Linked DNA regions of Pan troglodytes: region 1 is linked to region 2. The links are chromatin contacts, called in public Hi-C maps. All regions are on one chromosome and are shown on one strand. The core of a region is the stretch at or near the end of the contact, and the rest is flanking DNA. Distances in the headings are between cores, read along the strand shown. Region 1 has its middle 10 kb from the start of FOXL2. Region 2 holds the start of FAIM (Fas apoptotic inhibitory molecule).

Region 1 (5,927 bases), core at 656-3,155, 330 kb after region 2:
CAGCCCTGAGGACCTGGATCCGGCTTAGTGCCAGGATTTGGGCTTGTGTTTAACAGTAGCAATGGGGTCAGAAGTTGAGGGAGAGGGCAATTGCAGTGGTCCCCAAGACCACAGCTAATGCCAGAACAACAGCAATAGCAGCTGCAGAGCCAAAAGAAGCAGTAGCTATGGTGTATTGATAATTTATCTGTACAGGCTAAGTGTGTCATTTGTTTGAATACTTACAAAAGCTTGATGTGGTAGGCATTATTACTCCAATTTTTAGAATGAGGTTCAGGGAAGTTGAGCAGCTTTTCTGAGGTCACACAGCTTTTAAGGGGAAGACCCAGGATTACATGAAGGCATGTTTGACTCCTAACCATTACAAGACACTGTACACAGTAGCCCAGGTCACAAACATCATCTTGTGTGCCAGTTGGGGATACAGGGCTTTGGTCCTAGAAGCAGGCTAGGACAGCTCTTCAGACACATTGCTGGTTCCTGCTTTCTTTCAAGATGTCCCTCTCACCACCCCAGCTACACTGGTCTCCAGCAGAGGGAGATGGCTGGCAGCAGGGGCTAGAAGGCCCTCTTCTAGGTCAAGGCAGTCCCTAATATCTGGGTGGATTTTTTGTGTCCTGAGAATGGGACCATGACTCTCTTTGTTAGGCTAGCAAAAGACTCAACATTGGCCAGGCATAGTGGCTCATGTCTGTAATCCCAGCACTTTGCTAGGCTGAGGTGGGTGGATCTCTTGAGGTTAGGAGTTTGAGACCAGCCTGGCCAACATAGTGAAACCTCGTCTCTACTAGAAACACAAAAATTAGCTAGGCGTAGTGGCGGGCGCCTGTAATCCCAGCTACCCGGGAGGATGAGGCAGGAGAATTGCTTGAACCTGGGAGGCAGAAGTTGCAGTGAGCTGAGCTGGTGCCACTGCACTCCAAGCTGGACGACAGAATGAGACTTCATCTCAAAACAAACAAGAAAAGAACAACAACAACAAAAAATTAAAAAGAAAGGCTCAACATTTATTGATCAACTACTGATTATATGATTATATATTAACTGATCCAGACGGATCCAGAGAGTGTGGCTTAAGGAGACTTTCATGGGCCTAAAACAGATAATTGGTGCTGGTGTATAACAAAATTATGGTTCATCCAAAGGATGGATTATTAAGCAATAATTGAAAATCATTTTTCAAAGAATAAGATATGGAGAAAAACCCTATGGCGAAAGGTTTAAACAAGCAGGACACAAAACTGCAAATTTTATGTATATTTGTTAATTATGGAAATTAGACTTATTTTAATTGAAATATATAAATAAAAGAGTGGAAAGATGCCATCGAAATGTTAACCATGGTTACCTTGTGGGAGGAGGGATGGGATTATTGTAGCGTTGGTGTTTTTTGTGCATTTTAATGTTTTATTTTCCCAATTTTCTTCAGTTTCAATTATCTTTGTGAGGGGAAAAGTGAAAATGTTAAAGTCCTAATACATAGCACTGGAAATGCATAGATATGATGACTGAGTAATTTTTACCCCACCCTGTCTAGAATGGATGCAGCAGGCAGAAGTGTCTCTTCGCCTCACTGCCTAAGGTTTATTTCAAGGGCAAGAATGGGGGCCTCTGGAATCAGTTCTGTCTCGGCAGAACCTGAGCTAGGCCTGTGCCGTGCGGGTAGGGAGCAGCCCCTTCCGGTCGTCGAGGCGCTCTTAATTTGGTTGGAGAGACAAGTGCACTACAAGAAATAGAGGCAGCCAAGCGCCTGGGCCACCATCAAGTAAGGTTGAAAAGGGGAGGGCAGGTAGATCGGGACCCGTGGGCGCCAATCAATGCTATGGTGGCGGAGAGTAAAGGGGACGAACACAGCCTGGGGCCATCCCCGGAGTCCCCCAGCGTCCGCCTGTGGCCGTGCCTGGTTGGCCGCGGATCCCGGCGGGCGCCGCAAAGCGGCGGGATTGCCAGCGCAGAGCTCCGGCTCTCTGCCTTGTCCCTGGGTCCGAGCACCGGAGCCTCTGGTGTCTGCGGGGAGAAGTCTCGGATTGAGAAATATGGGAGGGTCTCGTCAGTGGCTGCAGGTGCGGCAGCCACTCTGGGGACCCAGCGAGAATGGGGTCGCCTGGCTCTGCGCGAACCCCTCACGTGGGTGCAGCTCCTGAGCCGCCGAGGGAGGCGGTGGTAATGTCACCCAGTGTCAGCAGAGGGCAGCCTCGAGGCCGTGAGCCCGAACGGCGACCTCGCCAAACCGCGGGCTCCCTTCCAGCTCCCGGATTCTGCGGGGTAGAGGCGGCCTTGGAGCCCAGAGACCAGCGACCTCAGTCTGCAGGAGCCCGGCGCAGAGGCCCAAGGGCACCCCCGAGATGTGGTCAAGCTACAGCCCTTAGGCAGCCTCACTCTGCGACGGCAAGGGCTTAGAGGGTGGAGGGGGACCAGATGCCTTAGGAGGGGTTAGAAAGCCAACGCACACAGGGAATTTGTTTTCAAGCAACAGATTCCAAGCATGTGGAAACCTTTTAAATGATGCTGGTGAGAGCTATGATAGTTTTCGCATTCTTGGCGAGGGAAGTCGGAGGCTAGTAGCGGGATGGCTCCTGGGCGCGCGGGAGACACAGGGACCAGAGATCCTTGCTGGGGGCAGAGGGACTGTGGACCAAGGATCCAGACACACTTAATTGGGGATTCCAGTCCCGACTGTGGCCACTCAACTGGCGTTGAACTTGAGCAACTCACTATACCGCTCTAGCCTCCGACTAATCACTTCTGTAAAATGGGCATTGTGGGCTCCGAGTCTCGTAAGGGCGCTAGGGATTCGAGACAGCAGGAACTTCCTCACTGCTCCAGCAACCCTGGGTTCCTGGGTTTGTAGGTGGGCTGAAAGGATCCTTTCATCGCACGTTTGCCTGGCGTGGCTGCTTTAGAGACCGAGGCCCGCCAGGCTTTGCAACCCAGTTGCGCGTGGGCAGCCATGGCCGTGGAACCGCCGGGATCGCCTCAGCGGCACTCCGGCCAGCTCCCGACTTCCCGCCCTGGGCACTAGGGTCACCCAGCTCCAGAAGATAGTGCTTATCAGCACAGGAATTGAGACCCCACACCCGGCGCAGTGGGTCTCCCAGGAAGCCTGGCGAAGAGCCAAGGCCCGCCGGACCTGAGGTCGCCTGGGGCGCTAAACAGACCCATCTATGAGCACATTCGGCCAACACACCCAAGTTCAACAGTGGGCGGGATCTTTGGCTGGCCTCGATCTCTCTCACAGTGTGTGCAAACGGGTACCCATTAGATTCTTTTGGCTTGTTTCCTCATCTGTAAACTTTGAAAGGAGAGTATTTCCCGGGGTGATTCTGAAAATCATGCCAGAACTGAAAAGGCCTGTGTAAATGCGAGGTGTAATGATGACTTATTAGAAGCAGCCAGCCCTGTACGTGCCTGTAGGATAGATGCTAGAACGTTCTACAAATGTGTGCACATACACATCACGTATGTGTGAAGGTGCACACCTGTCCCTAGACACATGACAAATGCACACACGTATGCGTGTACCTCTGGCTGAGAGCAAAGGGGCTAATACAGGGCTCATACAGGACATCATCCTGCAGTCTTGTGCGTGCACAGTACACACGCGAGCACGACTGTCTGTGCCTGGAGACACCGTATGGCACCGGAGGAGCTGCTCAGCCGACCCATTTCTTCCGAGCTGGGTCGGTGCCACCTGGGAAGTAGGGTTTCGGGTGCTGCTCTGGAGCGCGGGAAAGTCCGGATCCGGGTCTGCTGGTCAGCGCTTCGGCGCCGCCGGGCTCCTTTATCTCTCATCCGCTGGCCGGTGAGCGGCTCCAGTTTCAAGACCCCCGATCCTGCCGGTGAGGGGAGGGAGCGGAGAAGGAGTGCGCTCCGGGCCCAAGAGGCTGCAGGGCCCCACTCCCCAGGTCTGTCGTCCTTCCTTTATCTCCTCAGGTCACACCCCCACTTAAAATAAAGAAGGGTGCCTGACTCATTCAGGTCAGGGAAGTCGGCCCCCGGGAGCCTCCTGCCCTCACAAGCCATGGTGAAGGGAGGCGAAGCCAGGGTTTGCCACGGCCTGGGAGAAAATGCGGCTGCAGGGTCTCTTTGGGCTGCAGCGCTGGCCCGGGGCCCCAAGACTCTTAAGGTGTGTGTGGGAGGCGCGCAGTGTGGCTACCGAAGAGCCCTCCATCACCGCACCGGCAGGCCGCCGGGCTCGTCCTCCTCTCATCCTTCCAAGGGTTCTGAGCTGCGCAGCACTCGCATCACCCAGAAGTGTCTGTGGAGAAAACGACCTCAGGTGTAAGCCCAAGGCTGCTGCCTGCAAAGGCAATGCCGTGGAGACTGGGTTCCACAGCGACCTGGGTTTTTAAGTCACCGAAAGCGACAGGGCAGGGTCACAAACACTCTCCCGCCTTCTCTGCAGACCCGTGCGGCTGACAGGAGAGCGTTGCGCAGAAAATTCGAGGCCGGGCGCTGGAGGAGTCTCCGCGGCCCGGAGAAGGCACAGAGGCGCCCCTGAGAGGCGCAGCTGGAACAGGCGATGCACGGGTTCGGATCTGGCCGGCCAACCGAGCCCAGCGGTCGCGAAAACCAGAGTCGCCACAGAGGTTGAGCACGATTCCATTTCTGGGGATCGGGTCCGGTGGGGAGCCACTGTCCCTAACGCCTCCAGAGACTTTAAGTAGGACAATATAATGCTGGTAGGAGCAAGGTGCAAGGAATTTAGCGGCAGAAGCCTTTCGGGGGGGGTGGGGAAAGGCAGATCCATGCCTCGTCTGAGCCTGGGGGTGGGGACAGCCCCTGGCCTTGTAGCCCCTGTTCCGGGGATCAGCTGGGCCCACCTAACCTCCCTACATGGGGTTGAAAGGGGCCAATGGGACGGCCCTGCCGCCCCTCCCTCGGGATTCCACAGGGCCCTGACCCGGCCTTTATCTCTGCACGGTCAGCAGTCGCGGGGGCTTCAGGAAGGAGGACAAAGGCCCGGTGTCACTGCGGGCGGGGGCTCGGTTTCCTGGCTCTCTGCTCACACTCACAGCCTTTAGCGGTTGTTGGGGGAAGATTTTTAAAAATATGTGTCGAATTTCCTTTTTTTCTCTTCTAGAAACAAACAAACAAAAAAGGCAAAAGGCGAATTCCCCTTCACTCCTCGTCCATAGAGATTAAAGTTTCCTGGGATCCTGCCCTTTTTTTTTCTTTGACTGCCTAGAAATACTTGTTCTCCCTTGTACATAGAGGAAAATGCGGGGAAAGGTTTTTTAAAACTCGGTTTCATACTATTATTATTAATAAGGACAACCGGGCAGGCTGAGGTCCCAACGTGGATGATCCGAGTTGGCCTCGCGCCGGGGCTCTGCAGCCACTGCCCTGTGCGCTCAGCACCTCTGGGGGCGATCAGGGCCCCTGCGCTTCCGCCCGCCGCCCGGCAGTCGAGAGCACCCTGTGCCCAGACTGGCCGACTCATTCTCCCCCGAATTTTGTTTAGAGCTGGCAAGGGGGACTTAGCTCGCGCCCCAAGACCTGGGCTTGCAGCGCCGCCAACAGGCCCGGGGACACGAGGCGCTCCAGGCCGGGGTCTTCCCGGCTGCTGGCCCCTCTCGCTCCCCACCCGCTGGCGGCGCCTCGGTCGCCCGCAATTGACCCAACCCGCTTCCTGCGTTTGCCCCTCAGGTTTCCCGTTTCTCCACAAAGGCCTAGGGGAGCCTCGCCCACAGGCTGACCCTGCAACCTCTGGCCCGGTGGCTACCTTCTGCTTTTCTGAAAAAGAAAAGGAAAAAAAAAAAAAAAAAGAAAAAAATCAACCAGTCGAGGGAGGCGCGTGAGGACTGGAGGCGCCAGCCGGACAGCCTATGAGTGGGTCCCTGGGTCGGTGCCGCTTCGCGGGTCAGCACGACCTTTCTCAGAGAAAACCTCCTAAACGTGTGAAGACCGCTTTGGCGGAAGCGAGA
Region 2 (5,887 bases), core at 316-2,815:
CATGGTCTCGGCCTTCATGGATCTCAGTCTACTGTTAAGTTACACATTAAGCAAAAATTACACAAATTATTGCACACCCTGAAAGGGGCTAGGAAGAAGAATCCCTGGTGCTGCAATCTTTGTGTTTTTTTTGTTTTTGTTTTTGAGACGAAGTATCACTCTGTGGCTCAGGCTGCAGTACAGTGAGGTGATCTCAGTTCACTGCAACTGCCACCTCCCAAGGTCAAGTGATTCTCCTGCCTCAGCCTCCTGAGTAGCTGGGATTACAGACGCATGCCACCATGCCCGGCTAATTTTTGTATTTTTAGTAGAGATAGGGTTTCACCACGTTGGCCAGGCTGGTCTCAAACTTCTGACCTCAGGCAATCCGCACACCCTGGCCTCCCAGAGTGCTGGGATTACAGGTGTAAGCCACCGTGCCCGGCGTTTTTTGTTTTTTGTTTTTTTTTTTGAGACAGAGTCTTGCTCTTCGCCCAGGCTGGAGTGCAGTGGCTCAATCTCAGCTCACTCCAACCTCCACCTCCCAGGTTGAAGCGATTCTCCTGCCTCAGCCTCCCAAGTAGTTGGGACTACAGGCATGCACCACCACACCCCTCTAAGTTTTGTATTTTCAGTAGTGACGGGGTTTTGCCATGCCTGCCTCAGCATCCCAAAGTGCTGGGATTACAGGCGTGAGCCACTGAGCCCGGCTGTTTCTTTTTGTGTGTGTGTTTTTTTTTTAATGAAACAGGGTCTCGCTCTGTTGCCCAGGCTGGAGTGTAGTGGTGCAATCACAGCTCTCTGCAGCCTCTACCTCCCTTCAGGGCCCAAGCAATTCTCCCACCTCAGCGTCCCAAGTAGCTAGGATTACAGGCCTGAGCCGCTAATTATTTTCTTTTCTTCTTTCTCATTCTCTCTCTCTCTTTTTTTTTTTTTTTTTTTTTACCATGTTGCCCAGGCTGGTCTTGAACTCCTGGACTCAAGAGATCCGCCACTCTGCCTCCCAAAATGCCGTGATTACAGGTATGAGCCACCACACCCAGCAATGCTGCAAGTCTTATGGGCCAGGATAGTGTAATCTAAGAAATGATATATGAAGAACACTCACAACAGGGAAGAGGTGAGGAGTGTCCAGGCAGAGAGAAGAGCATTTGCAGAGGCCCTGGGCGAGAAGAAACCTGCATCCTTTAAGGACCTAAATGAAGCCAAGCAGGCAGGGGCTAGATCACACATGGGGGCTTCATGCCCACCTTAAGTAGTTTGGGTCTTTAAAAAAGGAATGAGACTCCATAAAGAGGTTTTAAGGAGCGAATGCTATTGCTGCCATGAACAGATATTCCTTCCCCATAGCTGCAGAGCAGGCACAGGGCTGTTTTTGCCCGCCAGGATGTCCCCACCGTCTAGCCCAGAGCGGGGCCAGCGGCCGGCTCCTACCCACACTTGCTGGCGGGAAGACTGGACGCACTGCGGGACATAGTGATGTCCTGGGTTGGGGCTGAGGAAGGCCTATGCGCGGAGGGTGCGGCCTTCGGCTAAGGCAGAGGACCAGGGTTGGGTCCGTGGCGGCGGGAGGGGCGGCCTCCTGCGCTGGTCGCCCCAGGGGACCTGAGAGGCTCGACAAACAGTCGGCGCGTTTGGTACTCGCGCCTGCAGAGCTTTCAACCTCCGCGCCGGCTGCGCCTGTTTCTCGGCCAGGGGAGCAAGGCCACGCGGCCTACGTAGCCGAGTCGGAACCAACCGGTTGTTTAGTGCAACCTACCCCAGAACCTCCCGCGGCCCACAGAGCACAGGTGAGGCAGCAGACCGGGTGGGGTCGGTGTCGCGCCTGCGCCCGCCCGGACGCCTCGGGCCTGCCCGCTCCGCACCCTGGAAACCCCTGCACGCAGCCCCCCGGCGTCCCCACGCTCTCGGCCCTGCTGCGCCGGCGGCGGCCATCTCTGGGCGGCGGCGGCGGCGGCGGCGGGCGGTGTTTGCGCGGTCGGTGAGACCCGCGCGGGTGAGGCGCTGGGTGAGTTCCGGACGCTTCCAGCCGGCCCGCCGGTGATCCCAGACCTCGGGGCGGGACGCGGCTCCCGCTCACCGCCGGCAAAGGTGGAGGTGCGGCGGGGCGCGGGGCCAGCCCGGGGCGGTGCGGGGGCGTCCCTGCCTAGCGAGGCCCTGCCCCGCGACCTGCCGCACCCTCCTCCGGCCTGTTCGCGACCTCTAAAGATAATACTTGTCACTGTCGAAAACGTGGAACAGAAAGCAAGGAAGCAAGCAAAGCAGCCGTGCCGCTGCTCCCCAGAGACAAGCTGGGTTAACAGGAGGGTGTATATTCTTCCAGATGGTTTTTCCTTGTAATATGAGCGGGGCTTGTTTTTGCAGAACCTGCATCATAAAGTTCTCTCTCTCTCTTCTCTCTCTTTCTCTCTCTCTCTCTCTCTCTCTCGGCATGGCTTTGCACTGTGATTTACTAAATGTAGTTTCTCCCTGATGGTGAGCGTACAAGTGGTTTTCAGTTTTTAGTTATTGCAAAAAGTAATTCATTGAGCATCGTTGCATCTGGGTTTTTGAGCGTGATCATTTCTGTAGAATGAATCCCACAAGATTCGTTCTAAAACAAGATAGAATCCACGGTCTATACCACAAGGCTTCTGGTATACATTGTGAAATGGCCCTCAGAAAAGTTATTCTCCTTTTTGTACCTCCAGTAAGTAGCATTTGGGAATACTTGGCTCGAGGAGCTTCCCGAGTGATTTTACTGGAGACCCCCCTCACTTCATAAGAGGCCGGTCCGGAGATGAAGATGTCAACACTTGAGTGTGACTTGCATTATTGGCTGGCCCTACCTGGGGGCCTTTGCTGAAAAGGGAACCATGAGCATCTTAGTAACTACTATCATCTAGTAATTTTTAAACTGACTTCGGTTTATCTTGAACGAACCATTTCAGTCCCCAGTAAGAATAAACCTAAGTTAAGGCAAAATTCAGGTGGATTAGGTGAACAGTGGCAACGTGTTGGTGTTTAAGTCATGCTCTGAAACTTAGGTGTTGGGTTGCTAGGGAAGGGATTTTAAAAGATTGATGGGTAAGTATGAGATACTCAAAAAGCTTTCTTTGAAGACATGTAAAAAGTTTCAAATGCTTGGTATCATCTCCATCAGTGAAAGTAAGTGGAATATGGTTTTTCATCTTTTTAAATTTACATTTTAATAAAATATTTGCAAAAATAGAGGGTTTTTTGTATTTATCATTTTCCAGTTTGGTCATAGAATCTTGAAAATTAAGTACATGCATAAGAGTTTAAAAACAACAGTGGATTAATTTCTTGCTCCCAAGTTTCATTTTTTAATTTTTCAGACAGAATCTCCCTCTGTCACCCAGGCTGGAGTGCAGTGGCATGATCTCGGCTCACTGCAACCTCCACCTCCCGGGTTCAAGCGATTCTTGTGCCTCAGCCTCCGGAGTAGCTGGGATTTACAGACGTGCGCTACCATGCCCGGCAAATTTTTCTATTTTTGCAAAGACAGGATTTCACCGTTTTGTCCAGGCTGGTCTTGAACTATTGACCTCAAGTGATCCGACCGCCTTGACCTCCCAAAGTGCTGAGATTACGGGGTGTGAGCCATCGCGCCTGGCCACTTTCTCCAAAGTTTTAAACCAAAGCCTTCTACGGCAGAGCTAGGACCCTTCCTCTATGGCCCATTCTATCCTATGCTGCTTCCCTTTTTAAGGACACTCCCACTGTTGTGCTATAATCATCTCTTGGTATCTCCAGACTCTGCCACTCTGAGGTTAGTGCCCTGCCCAGAGCCTGGTACATAAGTACCCAATAACTATTGGTATGCTGGATTAACTTAGAATATGACATGTGCTTATTAAATTGAATTTGTAACTTAGAGATCTATGTGACAGATATTTCTGAGTGAAGTGGAAATTGGGGACAAGGACAGATGTTGTCATCTTTTGGTTACAGGTGCAGTTGCATCCCAAGAAACACTACAGCCAGGACACCTGCATTTTTTTTTCTTTTTTTGTTTTTTTTTTTAACAACGTTACTGAAATATAACTCACATACCATAAAATTCACCCATTTAAAGTATACAATTCTTTCCTATATAATTAACTTTTTGAAGTGGTAAAATATATACAACATAGATTTGCCATTTTAACAATTTTTTAGTGTACAATTCAGGGGCATTAAGTACATTCACAATAGTGTGCGATCATTGTCACTATCTATTTGCCAAACTTTTCAATACCTTAAACAGAAACACAGTAACCATTAAGCAATAACTCTGTGCTATGGTTTGGATATTTGTCCTTACCAAATCTCATGTAGAAATTTGATCCCCAGTGTGGCAGTATTGGGAAGTGGGGCCTAATGGGAGGTGTTTGGGTCATGGGGGCTGATCCCCAGTGAATACATTAATGCCCTCCCTTGGAGGTGAATGGGTTCTTGCTCTATCAGTTCTCACTAGAGCTGTTTGATAAAAAGAGCTTGTACCTCCCTGCTGTCTGTCCTGCTTTCTCTCTGGTCACATGCTCTCTACACAGCCAGCTCTCCTTTGCCTTCTGCCATGAGTAGAAGCAACTTGAGGCCCTCACCAAATGCAGATGCCCAATCTTGAGCTTCTCCAGACATCAGAATCATGAGCTAAATAAACCTTTTTTCTTTATAAATTATGCAACCTCGGGTATTCCTTTGTAGCAGCATGAAAGAGACTGAGACTTCTCATTGTTCCCTTCCCCCATTCCCAGGGAACATCTAATCTGCTTTCTGCCTCTATGAATGTCCCTTTTCTGGGTATTTTATATAAGTGGAATCATATTTGTCATTTTTTGTCTGGCTATTTCTTTTTCTTTTTTTTTTTCCGAGACGGAGTCTCGCTCTGTCACCCAGGCTGGAGTGCAGTGGTGCGATCTCAGCTCACTGCAAGCTCCGCCTCCCGGGTTCACGCCATTCTCCTGCCTCAGCCTCTTGAGTAGCTGGGACTACAGGCGCCCGCCACCACACCTGGCTAATTTTTTTGTATTTTTAGTAGAGACGGGGTTTCACCGTGTTAGCCAGGATGGTCTCGAACTCCTGACCTTGTGATCTGCCCGCCTCGGCCTCCCAAAGTGCTGGGATTACAGGCGTGAGTCACCGCGCCCGGCCTTGTCTGGCTATTTCACTTAGCATAAAGTTTTCATAGTTCATCCATGTTATAGCATATGTCAGAATATCATTCCTTATTTTGGCTGAATAAAAAGGAATATCCTTTGTATATATATGCATTTTATCACTTCTCAGCCTTTTGGCTGAGATCAAGTGTATGTACCGCGTTTTGTTTATTCTTATGTTGATGGACAACTTGGGTTGTTTTCATCTTTTGGCTATTGGAAAATGCTACAATGAACAATAGTATACAGGTGTCTGAGTGGCTGATTTCAAAACTTTTTGAGTGCATTCCTAGCAGCAGAATTGCTAGGTCATATAATAATTCTCTGTTTAGGTTTTGAGGAACTGTCATATCATTTTGTATGACAACTTCACCATTTTACAGTCCCACTAGCAATGTACAAGGATTCCAGTTTTTCCACATCCTTGCCAACACTGATTATTTTCTGTTTATTTTTAGTATAGCCATCCTAGTAGATGTGAAGTTGTATTTCATTGTCATTTTGATTTGCATTTCTGTCGTGATTAATGTTGTTTAGCATCTTTTCATGTGCTTATTGACCATTTGTATGTCTTCTTTAGAATAATGTCTGTGGAAGTCCTTTGCCTTTTTTTTTTTTTTTCCTGGAAACAGACTTTTGCTCTTGTTGCCCAGGCTGGAGTGCAATGGCACGATCTTGGTTTACTGCAGCCTCTGCCTCCTGGGTTCAAGCGATTCTCCTGCCTCAGCCTCCCGAGTAGCTAGCTGGGATTACAGGTGCCTGCCACC

What was found. A called contact is a pair of places that touch in the nucleus more often than the background predicts.
Region 1: a Hi-C map of induced pluripotent stem cells shows a contact between it and region 2, with 2.2 times the contacts expected there. The contact joins the enhancer-like site here to the promoter of FAIM in region 2. A contact is called at or near these places in 1 of 7 Hi-C or Micro-C datasets (induced pluripotent stem cells) and 1 of 1 datasets of contacts at active chromatin or transcription factors (stem cell-derived excitatory neurons).

The regions. Positions count from the first base shown.
Region 1 is chr2:142,145,941-142,151,867 of NHGRI_mPanTro3-v2.0_pri, forward strand. No RefSeq gene overlaps it. Among named protein-coding and RNA genes, the nearest start is that of FOXL2, 10 kb to the right of the region's middle. Within about 2 kb of position 1,906, at least 4 of the 24 cell types and tissues checked have an H3K27ac peak or open chromatin away from gene starts, as enhancers often do. A contact at or near this core is called in induced pluripotent stem cells, where this site is marked.
Region 2 is chr2:141,820,658-141,826,544 of NHGRI_mPanTro3-v2.0_pri, forward strand. It overlaps FAIM (Fas apoptotic inhibitory molecule), which reads left to right and starts at 1,566. Exons shown (of 5, transcript XM_001157252.8): 1 at 1,566-1,769. It also overlaps a transcript of CEP70 not described here.